3 separate regions of the Sus scrofa genome follow, and all the other regions are linked to region 2. Evidence: chromatin contacts called from public HiChIP or PLAC-seq data. All regions are on one chromosome and are shown on one strand. Each heading gives the region's core, a stretch centred on a gene start, on an enhancer-like site or on the middle of the called end of the contact. The rest is flanking DNA. Distances are from core to core; before and after follow the strand shown. Region 1 has its middle 9.3 kb from the start of LIPA. Region 2 overlaps ACTA2 (actin, alpha 2, smooth muscle, aorta). Region 3 overlaps LIPA (lipase A, lysosomal acid type).

Region 1 (3,773 bases), core at 199-2,698, 310 kb before region 2:
CCTAGGGTCTAGGAATAGTCTCAGAAGTTGGATGGGGGTGAAGGGAATATCCATGCTTGTACTTTTCCTGTGTTGAGTTCTTTGATCTAACAGGAAATATGTTCATTTATCCAAATGGATAATAACATTTGGAAAGAAAATATTTTCCAAAGCTACAGTTGAATTGTCATCTTGTCAATATGTCCCTTTAAGATTTCCCCAAAGAGGCAAATATTTGGGCTTCAGAAACCTCAGTGTCATTTGTACACATTTTCATGCAATCTTAAAGGATTATATGGTTGTCTCTAGAGAAGTTAACACTTACGTTACCAAAGATTTCTTTGTCTAATATGTTGGCACCTTTAAACAATATTGAAAGAAGGATAAAATATTGATTAGAATAAGAAAAATCCTCAAAGAGAAGCTATGTTAGATCTACAAGTTTTTTATTTCAATAATTTTATCTTAATGGAATTACCATAGGTATATAACTGATATTGGTTTAAAAAATGGATATAACCTAAACATCCAACAAAAGGGATTTACTAGTAAAGTATTGTACCTCCAAATGACAAAATCATAAATGTACCCACTAAAAACTATTTTTTAAATATTGAATGACATAGAAAGATTTCCAATGTTAAGTGAGAATAAAGTAGACAACCAAATAATGTATATAATATCAGCCCATTTTTTTGTAAAATTATGTATACAGAGGAGAATAGGGCTGGATGTATACACCCCAAAGCAGAAATTATGTTTAATCTATGTAATAAATAAAGTCATTAATAATAAGAAAATAAATTGAATTTATAGAAAGGAATTTACTATATGGAAAAAATGTTAAAAAAAAAAAAAACCAACACATTTATTGAGTACTATGTGCCAGGCCTATTATAAGTGCTTTACACATATTATCTTGTCTAAACTTTCAAATGGGCTTAGATACTACTAATTTTATTTTACAGATGAGAAAACTGAGGCATAAATAAGGTAAAAATGTTGGGAGTTCCCATCGTGGAACAGCAGAAACAAATCTGACTAGGAACCATGAGGTTGCAGGTTCGATCCCCGGTCTGGCTCAATGGGTTAAGGATCCGGCATTGCCATGAGCTGTGGTGTAGGCTGCAGATGCGGCTTGGATCCTGCGTTGCTGTGGCTGTGGCTATGGCTGTGGCTGGCAGCTTTAGCTCTGACTGGACCCCTAATCTGGGAACCTCCGTATGCCACAGGTGTGGCCCTAAAAAGCAAAATAATAATAATAAATAATAAATGAAAAAAAAAGTTAAAAATCTTGCCCAAGTTCTCATTTTCACAGCTAGCAAACTGTAGATACTGGCTTGAACTTGGGTGGTGTGACCCTAGAGTCTGCCCTCCTAACCACAATTTTGGACTTCCTCCTACATCCCTCTGCCAACACTGAGTGTAGGAAGATCATGTGAACATTATCTTGAACTTCCCCTTCTGGATCCATTGTTTATCTTGTTACATCCTTCCCTAAGAAGGGTGAGGATTATGAAATAGACTACATGAGCAGATTCCTCTGCCCTCCAGCTACTGGTTAGGTTTTATACATGGGGAAGGAGCATGGAGGGAGGGAGACAGTGACGGTAGAGGGTTTATTTCTCTGGTTCTCTCCCTGATGAGAGGCTGTAGACTGTGTCACTCTACTGAAGGGGATACTGCTCCTTTCAAGAGGACTTCTATGAGACTCCTTCCTTCCATTTTCCGGTAACCATCTCATCTCTTTGGGCCTAGGGGTGGTTAACAGCTGTGCTATCATGTGATTCCCCTACCCAACAAGTGTCAAATAGTTCCTTTGTAAATCAGCTCTCTCAATCATCTCACTCCAATTCTTGTGTCCTTATTAGAGTCCTGACTGATACGAGTTGCAATTCCTCTTTTCAAAAAGCTGACATTGAGCATTTTGAGTACTCACCACATGAACAGGAAAGTTGAAGATAATATAAAAATACATCTGTAGGATTAAGGTTGGTGGTTATAAACTAATATATTTTAAGTTTCATGTTCATAGCCACCTGCACCTTATTCGCCATTCCTTATTTCTCCTTTTTTAGACAGAATTAGATTAGCTGTAGAGATGTCTGTGAAGCATTTCACATGGTGATCAGGATATAATCTTGCTCTTGTGATTATGTCAAAGTAATTCTCACTGCAGTTCTCAGAGCAGTTTACAGAGCTTGTGACACACATGGACATTGAGTCATAGAGCATTTTACAGATAGTTCTTTACCTGGAACAGATTTATGGGATAATTAGATAGAACCTCTTTAGAAACTGAGAAATAGAAAGTAGGAGTTCCTGTTGTGGCTTAGCACGTTTGATCCCTGGCCTCACTTAGTGGATTAAGGACCTGGCATTGCTGCTGGTGTAGGTTGCAGATGCAGCTCAGGTCTGGTGGTGGTGTTGTGGCTGTGGCATAGGCTGCAGCTGCAGCTCCAATTAGACTGACCCCTGGCCACAGAACTTCCTATGCCAAAGGTGCAGCCATAAAAAGGCAAAAAAAAAAAAAGAAAAAAAAAAAAGAAAAGAAAGAAAGAAAATAGAAACAGACAGACTGGAGTCAAAATGTCTGTATAGACTCTCCTTATCTTCTATTCAAGATAACAAAGCTATAACACAGTTTGTTCCCTGCTTTCTCAGTCCTCTAATGTTGAGGCCTTTCTCGTTAACTGTTGACTTATTTTACAAGTCAGAGGAGAACAGATATTTGAGTACTTGCAATTTAGGAGAAGCCAACAGAAAAGGTTTGTCTATGGTCAAGCACCACAGATGTGACCTGGTTAGTGTTCCACTCCCTTGAGGCATCTGCCTCCTTCTTTTGTGCCCCACATGATTGATGGTGATGACATACAAAAGTTTATATATATATATATACTATATATATAAAATATATATATATATATTTAAACTTTGCAGCAAGGAGAGATGTCTAGCAAAAGTATTCCACAGTAGCAAGGATACAAAAATTATCATGGCATAATGCAAGACCAGAGGCAATCTTTTGCTCTGTTCTAATATCTTGTTTATATTTTCTTAAGTTATAGCTCACAGAATGGATACCCTCACAGACGAAGGAAGCATTGTAACATGATAGAGGAAGTACCTGATTGGTTCCCATAGGCCTGCCCAGGATATACCTAACACAGTAACTCCGGCAGCCTCCCAGTGAAGGGGAGGAGGGGCATAAGAATCCATGGGGATTTGTACCATGTAGAAAGTGAAGCTCCTCAGCCTTACACATTCTTCACACTCGTTAAGAACATCTTGAAGGAACAAGCTGGTTTAATAGTTTAATCCACTGTATGCTATCGATCCGATGTTAATACTGAAATGGCCGTCAACCACTCGTTCATATCAGTTTCTGTTGCACATTGGCTGAGTCCTTTCACTCTGTCATAAATGGAGCCTTGCCAACTTCATCTTTATCCTTTCTAAATTCTGTCCTTTCTCTGTAAGATATTCTTATAGGACCTCTTTCTTGGCTGTCAAAAATGTTACCCTACCCTATTACAGAAGTTTTTTTTTTTTTTAATTCCATGTTTGCTTCCCATTTTTTTTTTCATGAGTTTCAAAGATGTGGATGTCATCATCTTGTTCGGAAATTCTGTGGGTCAGGCTTAGGATAGTGGGATTGTTGATGGGCTTGCCAGTGTAAGATGGGACACTCCACCCATAGAATAGAACATAAAAAATTGAGTATTTTAAGGTGAGTTAGTCCAAGTAGAGTAAGATAAAACAGAGATGCAGGAAGTTAGTAGATATCAAGGGCA
Region 2 (3,616 bases), core at 847-3,346:
ATGTGGATCAGCAAACAGGAGTACGACGAAGCCGGGCCGTCCATTGTCCACCGCAAATGCTTCTAAAACACTTACCCTGCTCGCTGTCTGTCTCTAGCACACACTGTGAATGTTTTGTGGAATAATGCCTTCAATTCTTTTCCAAATCATTCCTAGCCAAAGCTCTGACTCGTTACCTTATGTGTTTTTTAATAAATCTGAAATATGTTACCTGTAATTTGCAGCTTTGGTCTCTGTTGGGTTGACCTCACCCGTTACAGAGTGGCTCCCTCTAGTGGTGCAGCCGAGGATATGACAACCAGGACGTGTAAGTTTCCCAGGAAAGGGTAGACTCACATTAACACTGGAAGTTCCACATAAATGCTTTTAAGTGGGAAGAATTTGAAGATACACCGGAGATGAATATAAACATGGATTAAAGTGTATCAGTAAGAGAGTCCACACTGAATTCCAACTTGCGGAATCATTATACAACTCTACTCTCTTATAACCTCGGTTCTGGTAGCCTGATGGCTGAAAGCAAACAGGTGTGTGTGTGTATATTGCACATACACATATATCATATTTTGTAATATATTAACACATAACTTTTAACTTATGTATTAAACTTAATAAATATATATTAAAAGGTGGTATGACTTTCAGGTTTACCAGAGGACAAAAACAGAAAGAAATACTGCTCTAAAATCTCACTACACATCTAGATCATGTTTCCCTTTTGATCAATATTTGTCTCTGAAAACAATACTACAAATACATTCACAACAGGAGGGACGGGAAAAATAACAATACTTCCCAAGGACCACTGGTGTCAATCATCATGTATTTACAGGTATCCTCACTCATTTGTTCATCAGAAATACATGTGGAAAATATTATCCTGTCCATTTTATAGATAAATGGGAGTTGTTCCCTTAATACCATCATACAGGAGAGCTGCCACCCTTTGTTTCTCTTTTACCCATGTGGCTTGTAGGAGATACAAATACATATAAAAACTCCTCTCTGTCCCTAAACAGAGACAGAGACTCCTGTCCTTAGTCTCAAGGCAGTGTTCTGTCCAGACTGTTGAGTGTCCTCAGCAGCTCCCAGGCTGGGTACCACTTGTTCTCCTGGGTACAAACATCTGGATGGGGTAATCAACCACCGATTGTCCTTGGGAGTGAGAGGATCTCCATTCACGTCGACATCTCACTGCAGAGACCTCAGGGCCCAAGATTTAATGGCTATTTGGTCCAGAAAACCCAAGCTCCCCTGGTCTTCTCTGCCCTGTAGCTTGAGGTAATTAGGATGATTATTGCAAATAATATGAGCTGTCATGTGCTGGGCACCTGTCATGACCAGATCCTGCCAAGCCCTTTCTATTAGGATCTCATTTCATCCCACAACAGCCCTATGGAGTGGATGTTCTCACTCTCTCTCTCTCTCTCTTTTTTTTTTCCTCACAGTTGGAGCAACTGAGGCTACCCAGGTTAAGGAATATACCCAATGTCATTCCACTGACAGAGGTGAGACTTGAGCTGCAAATCCATACTTTTAGCTTTTAAGCCAGCATTTCTCAAAGAATAGTCCACACAGATCAACCTCTTTGGGGGCTCACTTTAAATAGGCAGATTTCTGAAAAACCCAAGGGCTGCTGAGCTACAACATCTGTTGATGTGGCTGCAAACCTGAGCTTTAATCAGATTTCTCTGGTGATTTTTTTTTGGTCACTTCCATGGCATGCAGAAGTTCCTGGGTCAAGGACTGACCCCGCGCCACAGCTGTAATCAGAGCCACAGCCATGACAACACCAGAACCTTAAGCTGCTGAGTCAGGAGGGAATTCTGGTAATTGTCTGGCACATCAAAATTTAAGAATCTCTGTAACATGCTATGATTGAAATGCTCCAGTTGTGAATTTTTGCTTACCAGGCAAGGCACTCAATACCTCCTGGACTGAAATTTAAGGATTAGACACTTGGGAATGGATCACTTTGAAAATTTAGGCAAAACTCACCAAGCATTCCCAGAGTCATTGCAAGGTTTAGGACAAGTGAACCAAGTTGGCTGTACTTCATATTCACCACCAGAGGGCGCGAGCTCTCCGCTAAAGGAAAGGGCTTTTAGACCAGTTTCTCAATCTGGAAACTGGCAGGGCCAGAGGCAAAAATCAGGGAAACCAGAACCATCCACTGAACATGCATGATTGAAATGTTCTTTGTGAGCACTCAGCCACAGGGCCTAAGCACTTCCTCCAGCGTAGATCAGTAACTCCTGGCCTTGATCTCACAAGATTCGCATGACTTGAAGGGCTGGACTTGGTGGCAGAGTCCCATTATCCAGGCTCATATGAATCTCCCGAGGAGAAAAAACCCACAGCAGACAGGTTTGGCTGCTTCCTCAGTCCTCTTCTCGCCTTAACGATAGCAAACCAAACACTAAGAGCCTTCTTCTATGACAGCCAATTTTCCCACCACGGGCTTTTGCAGCCCCTGAGGATGACATGGGATTTTAATAACATTGATCCACATCATGCAGCCTTTGCACAGGAGGAAGCATGACTTTTTAAATAAATGAATAATTCTCTGTTGTCTTTCTGATCTCATTTGTGCATTCATGCTAAGCTTGGGTATTTTTAGCAGGATTTCAAAGAACAGCCTGGAGAAGAATTTGCATTTCCTGTGAGGGATGGGGGCGTTGTCTGGGCCAGCATACTCACAGAGTGACCACAAGCCACTGCAGCAACTAAGCTTATACAAAAAGCCAGGAGAGAGAGAGAGAGAGCGAGAAAAAGAGAGAGAGAGAGACGGAGGGAATGGGATTGCTAGGGATGTAGTTCTTCTGTATCAGAGTGTAAAAACCAGATGTTTAAGTAATATTTGTTCCTGGGTGAGCCAAGCCAATTTAGAAAACATTTGAAAGGCACTTTCCAGATTTACAAAGAACAAGGTTCTGGCTGGATCAAACTTACTGTCTATGAGGAAATGGACATTAAACAAATAGGTAGAGTACACTAAGAGGATTACGAAAGTGGAAATACATGGGTTATAAGCTCTTATGACCTTGGGGAGGCTTCCTTGAGAAGGTGGAGTTTAAGAAGAGCCTTAAAGGAGTTCCCATTGTGGCTCAGTGGTTAACGAATCCGAATAGGAACCATGAGGTTGCGGGTTTGATCCCTGGCCTTGCTCAGGATCCGGCGTTACTTTGGGCTGTGATGTAGGTTGCAGTCGAGGCTCGGATTCCGCATTGCTGTGGCTCTGGTGTAGGCTGGTGGCTATGGCTCCAATTTGACCCTTAGCCTGGGAACCTCCATATGCCGTGGGAGCGGCCCAAGAAACAGCAAAAAAAGACAAAAAAAAAAAAAAAAAAAGAGGCCTAAAGAGTCACAGTTAACTGGGAAAAAAATGGGGGGGGGGGTGAGGGTGTTGAGACTGGAGAAGAGGAAGTAGCATGAACAGGAATGTGCTCCAGGCAGAGGCCCAGAGATGGGAGAGGACGCATGTGTAGAAAAGAGAACCCCAAAGAACTGGGCCACACATAGACTTTAGAAGTATGACTCTAGTTGACTCAGTTTTCCAAAGCAGAGCTCATAGCGTTTTCTCTGTGAAATGTCTGCCTTGAAATCCGTCACCCAT
Region 3 (3,880 bases), core at 1,061-3,560, 290 kb before region 2:
CAGGAGTGGTATAACTGATGTTGTATCTGTTATGTTAATACATATCAAAGAACTACTCTTTGACATACTCAAATCCAAGTGAGTTATTTCCCTTTTGTTAAATTCTCCCTGGGCCTCAGCTGGTCACATGCCCCTCTGGAATGGTGCTCACTCTGGCCACCGTCTTTTTTTGGGGGGCTTTTCTGGGGCGGCTCCTGTGGCATATGGAGGTTCTCAGGCTAGGGGTGGAATCGGAGCTGTAGCCACCCACCTACGCCAGAGCCACAGCAACACAGGATCCGAGCCGCATCTGTGACCTACACCACAGCTCACAGCAACGCTGGGTCCTTAACCCACTGAGCAAGGGCAGGGACCGAACCCACAACCTCATGGTTCCTAGTCGGATTCGTTAACCACTGCACCACAGCGGGAACTCCTCTGGCCACCATCTTCATTGCTATACATTCTAAAAACAATCCTTTCCATCCTTCCAGCTTAACTGCCAACTTCCCCGTTCGCTTGTGCAGGAAGGAGATGCACTTCCTCAGAACTCCCAAATGCCTCGTCGCCTCGAGGTGCTTTTCTTACTCTGCGTTGGGGTTGACTTTGTGTACTCCTCTCTCCCCACCCTCCCTCTCTGCAGCCACTCTGATGGCAGAAGCTGCATCTTTGCCTGCTTTGTATTTCTCACAGCAACCAGCAGCAACATGCCTTCTGAGTGGCTGGCCTAAGTAAGAGTTATATGGGGCAGTCTTCAAAATTGGGATTCTAAAGTGGATGAAGGCAATGGATCCTCTCTCTGGTAAGAAAAAAAGAGAGAGAGGGAGGGGGTTGGGAAGGAGAGAGGAGGGGAGGAAGGGAGGGAGGAAGAAAGGAAGGGAGGAAGGAAGGGAGGGAGGGAGGGCACCTGGGCACACAAATATTTTATATTCAGCTGCCGAGAGCTTATGGACCCAGTAAAGAATCCCCTGATATAGATAATCATTTGCCTGTCTGGTCAGACCTCTACTAATTAGGCAGCTTGAAATGTGTATTTAGAAAACTCTTGGCAACGTATGGAGTAGATATATGTTTCTAAATGTTAACAAACTTATCTATCGAGTGTTGAGCTACCCCTCATTTGCACTAACTCCACAAGAGAATTGAAGTTCAGAATCTGTTGCTTAGGGAAGTGGTTATGTTTTTCATCTGCTCAGCCTGATTTCAGAAAGTCATGGGGTGGTAGCACTAGAAGCATCTGAGTCCTGCCAGGGCCAGGGATTTAGAGAGTTTGCTTTTTTCTTTTCTTTCTTTTTTTTTTTTTTCTTTTTAGGGCTGCACCTACAGCATATGGAAATTCCTAGGCTTGGGGCCGAATCAGAGCTGCAGCTGCTGGCTTACACCACACCCACAGCAACTCGGGATCTGAGCCACTTCTTTGACCTGTTCCACAGTTCATGGCAACACTGGGTCTTCAACCCACTGAGCGAGGCCAGGGATCGAACCCACATCCTCATGGATGCTTATCTGGTTTGTTACCACAATGGGAACTCCTGGAGAGCTTGCATTTTTAGCATAACTCCCCAGTGTATTCCAAGGTAAAATCCCTGGGTTTGGGAACCCATGTTCTAGAACAACACTCTCATTTTACTGGACCAGACAGTGAGACTCAAAGAGGGAAAGGGATTTACTTGAGGTCAAAGGATAGTGGCCCAGTCAGTCTGCCATCAGATTCACTGTTCTTTGCACTGGAGTATTCGATCTTACGTAATAAGTATTGAGCAAGCTATTAATTCTGTGATAGTAAGAATATTTATTTATTTGTCTAAAATAGGGAAATAAATAAAGGCCTTGCCTAAAATACATAAAGTACCAATGATCACTTACTTCTTGCCAAACCGGGAAATAAACTGTAAAATAAAGCAATTAGCAAATGAAGCACCGGTATTGGAATACTTATGTCTGAAGAGCATTGTGTGTTTGATGGTCCAATAAGTAAAGTGCATTTTAGGCTGTTAAGTAATTGCCTTCTTGCAGAAACAGGCTATTTGAACTTTGCCTTAGGAAAGAATCATCAGGGGTTGCCCAATGAACTTTTTGTGAGTCATATTTGAAAATCTACCACGTGGCTTGTGAGCTAGGTCTTTGGGGGAAAAGTCACTGGCCTGTGGTTTTAAAAAAACATTTTTTTTTTGATTGTATATTTTAGGATTCTGACCAATTTCTGGTTTTTCTCCTCTTCCCTTTTATGTGGTTCCTAGGGAAACCATTTCCTAAATGCAGAGGCCTTGATCAGCTTGGATATAATTCCTCGCCTCCCGAAGGCCCTGGACAGATGGGCTATTAAGCAGTGCCGGGCTTGCTTGGACCTTGATGGCACTCTGGGTAGGGAGCTGTGTTCAGACCCTCTGCCTAATGAGTACCACAAGGCAGTGTCCGCTTCACAGCACAATTTGTCTCCTAACTGCAGGTGAGGGCTGGAGCAAAGCGTCAGAGTGGAAAGGAAGAGAGCACTCTGCTCAGCACCCCTCCTTCCTCCAGGGCTCCTTCTCCTCCTGCTTGAGGGCTCTTCCCTGGTCTCTGTCCTCAGCCTCAAGGTTGCTTCAGGGAGGATTTCCCCAGCTGCCCACACTCAGACAGGCTCCTGGGTGCATATTCTCATAGCTCTCTATGCATTTACTTCATAGCAGTTAAGACAGTAAATAATAAGTTATTATGCTGGTGGTGAGGTCTGTAACCTTGGTTTTCCGCAGTGGGCCTTGAGCTTTCTTCCTGCCCAAGGCTTCAGTCTACCCGCTCCTATAGTCCCGGGACCTCCTGGGGATTGGGTTGGCCAAAGCTCTGCATGTTCCTTGTTCAAGAGCACTTTGAGGCTGGACACCCAGTGGTTAAATGGGAGCACGCTCACAGCATTGGCCTTGGGTTTAAGTCCTGGCTCTGCTACTTTAACTAGCTGCATGACCTCGACAGTGTACTTGAGCTCACTAAGTTTTAATTTCTTCATCTACTAAATGAGAAGAATAATACTTGCCACTTCATAGGTGGTTGTAAAAGTTAGATGAAATAAGGCTTGTAAAGTGTGGAAAGTGCTTGATTTTGATAACCTCAAGTGTACCAGCTTCCATTGCTTAAGTTTCTGGGGATAAATACTTAGGAGATAAGCCTCTCCTTATTTCTTCTTCATGTGCATGTAAGGTGGCTGAGGCTTCCCACTAATGTGACTTGTTTATGGTGTTTGGGGCTGGTTTTTGAGACCAATTCTTCAAACTAGACATAGACTACAAAAATTCACTCAATCGCCCCCTGCTTTGGATAAATGAAAGTCTATACTCAATAATTCTTGAGTAGGGGGCCCTAGAACTGCCTCCAGGGGTCTGTTGGATGCAGACCCAGGATCTCCACATTCGATGGGCCCGCCCAGCACTGCAGAGGACTGGACACACTCACCTTTCGATGGATCCACCTTGAACATGGCTATAGATGGGCTCTATCGCAAGAGGCAAGGGAACGTCTCAAAAATGATTTCCAGGCTCTGTCCCTGGAGTTCCCGGCTCCTTAAATCAGGACTAGGGCCAGAATTTTTTTTTTTTTTTTTTTTGTCTTTTTGCTATTTCTTTGGGCCGCTTCCGCGGCATATGGAGGTTCCCAGGCTAGGGGTCTAATCGGAGCCACCGGCCTACACCAGAGCCACAGCAACTCAGGATCTGAGCCACGTCTGCAACCTACACCACAGCTCACGGCAACGCCAGATCGTTAACCCACTGAGCAAGTGCAGGGACCGAACCCGCAACCTCATGGTTCCTAGTTGGATTTGTTAACCACTGCACCACGACGGGAACTCCTTTTTTTTTTTTTTTTTTTTTTTTTTTTTTTTTGGTCTTTATAGGGCCACACCTGCGGTATATGGAAGTTCTCAGGCTAG

What was found. HiChIP or PLAC-seq counts read pairs in DNA pulled down with a chosen protein or histone mark.
Region 1: a contact with region 2 is called in an H3K27ac HiChIP or PLAC-seq map of alveolar macrophages. The contact joins two enhancer-like sites. A contact is called at or near these places in 2 of 47 Hi-C or Micro-C datasets (alveolar macrophages and embryonic fibroblasts) and 1 of 2 datasets of contacts at active chromatin or transcription factors (alveolar macrophages).
Region 3: a contact with region 2 is called in an H3K27ac HiChIP or PLAC-seq map of alveolar macrophages. The contact joins two enhancer-like sites. A contact is called at or near these places in 1 of 47 Hi-C or Micro-C datasets (embryonic fibroblasts) and 1 of 2 datasets of contacts at active chromatin or transcription factors (alveolar macrophages).

Annotation. Positions count from the first base shown.
Region 1 is chr14:101,169,571-101,173,343 of Sscrofa11.1, reverse strand. It overlaps a transcript of LIPA not described here. Among named protein-coding and RNA genes, the nearest start is that of LIPA, 9.3 kb to the right of the region's middle. Within about 2 kb of position 1,448, at least 8 of the 83 cell types and tissues checked have an H3K27ac peak or open chromatin away from gene starts, as enhancers often do. A contact at or near this core is called in alveolar macrophages, where this site is marked.
Region 2 is chr14:100,864,746-100,868,361 of Sscrofa11.1, reverse strand. ACTA2 (actin, alpha 2, smooth muscle, aorta) reads left to right here. Exons shown (of 9, transcript NM_001164650.1): 9 at 1-67. The coding sequence ends at 66. Among named protein-coding and RNA genes, the nearest start is that of ACTA2, 20 kb to the left of the region's middle. Within about 2 kb of position 2,096, at least 16 of the 83 cell types and tissues checked have an H3K27ac peak or open chromatin away from gene starts, as enhancers often do. A contact at or near this core is called in alveolar macrophages, where this site is marked.
Region 3 is chr14:101,151,016-101,154,895 of Sscrofa11.1, reverse strand. The region is part of intron 2 of LIPA (lipase A, lysosomal acid type); the gene reads left to right. Among named protein-coding and RNA genes, the nearest start is that of LIPA, 9.2 kb to the left of the region's middle. Within about 2 kb of position 2,310, at least 16 of the 83 cell types and tissues checked have an H3K27ac peak or open chromatin away from gene starts, as enhancers often do. A contact at or near this core is called in alveolar macrophages, where this site is marked.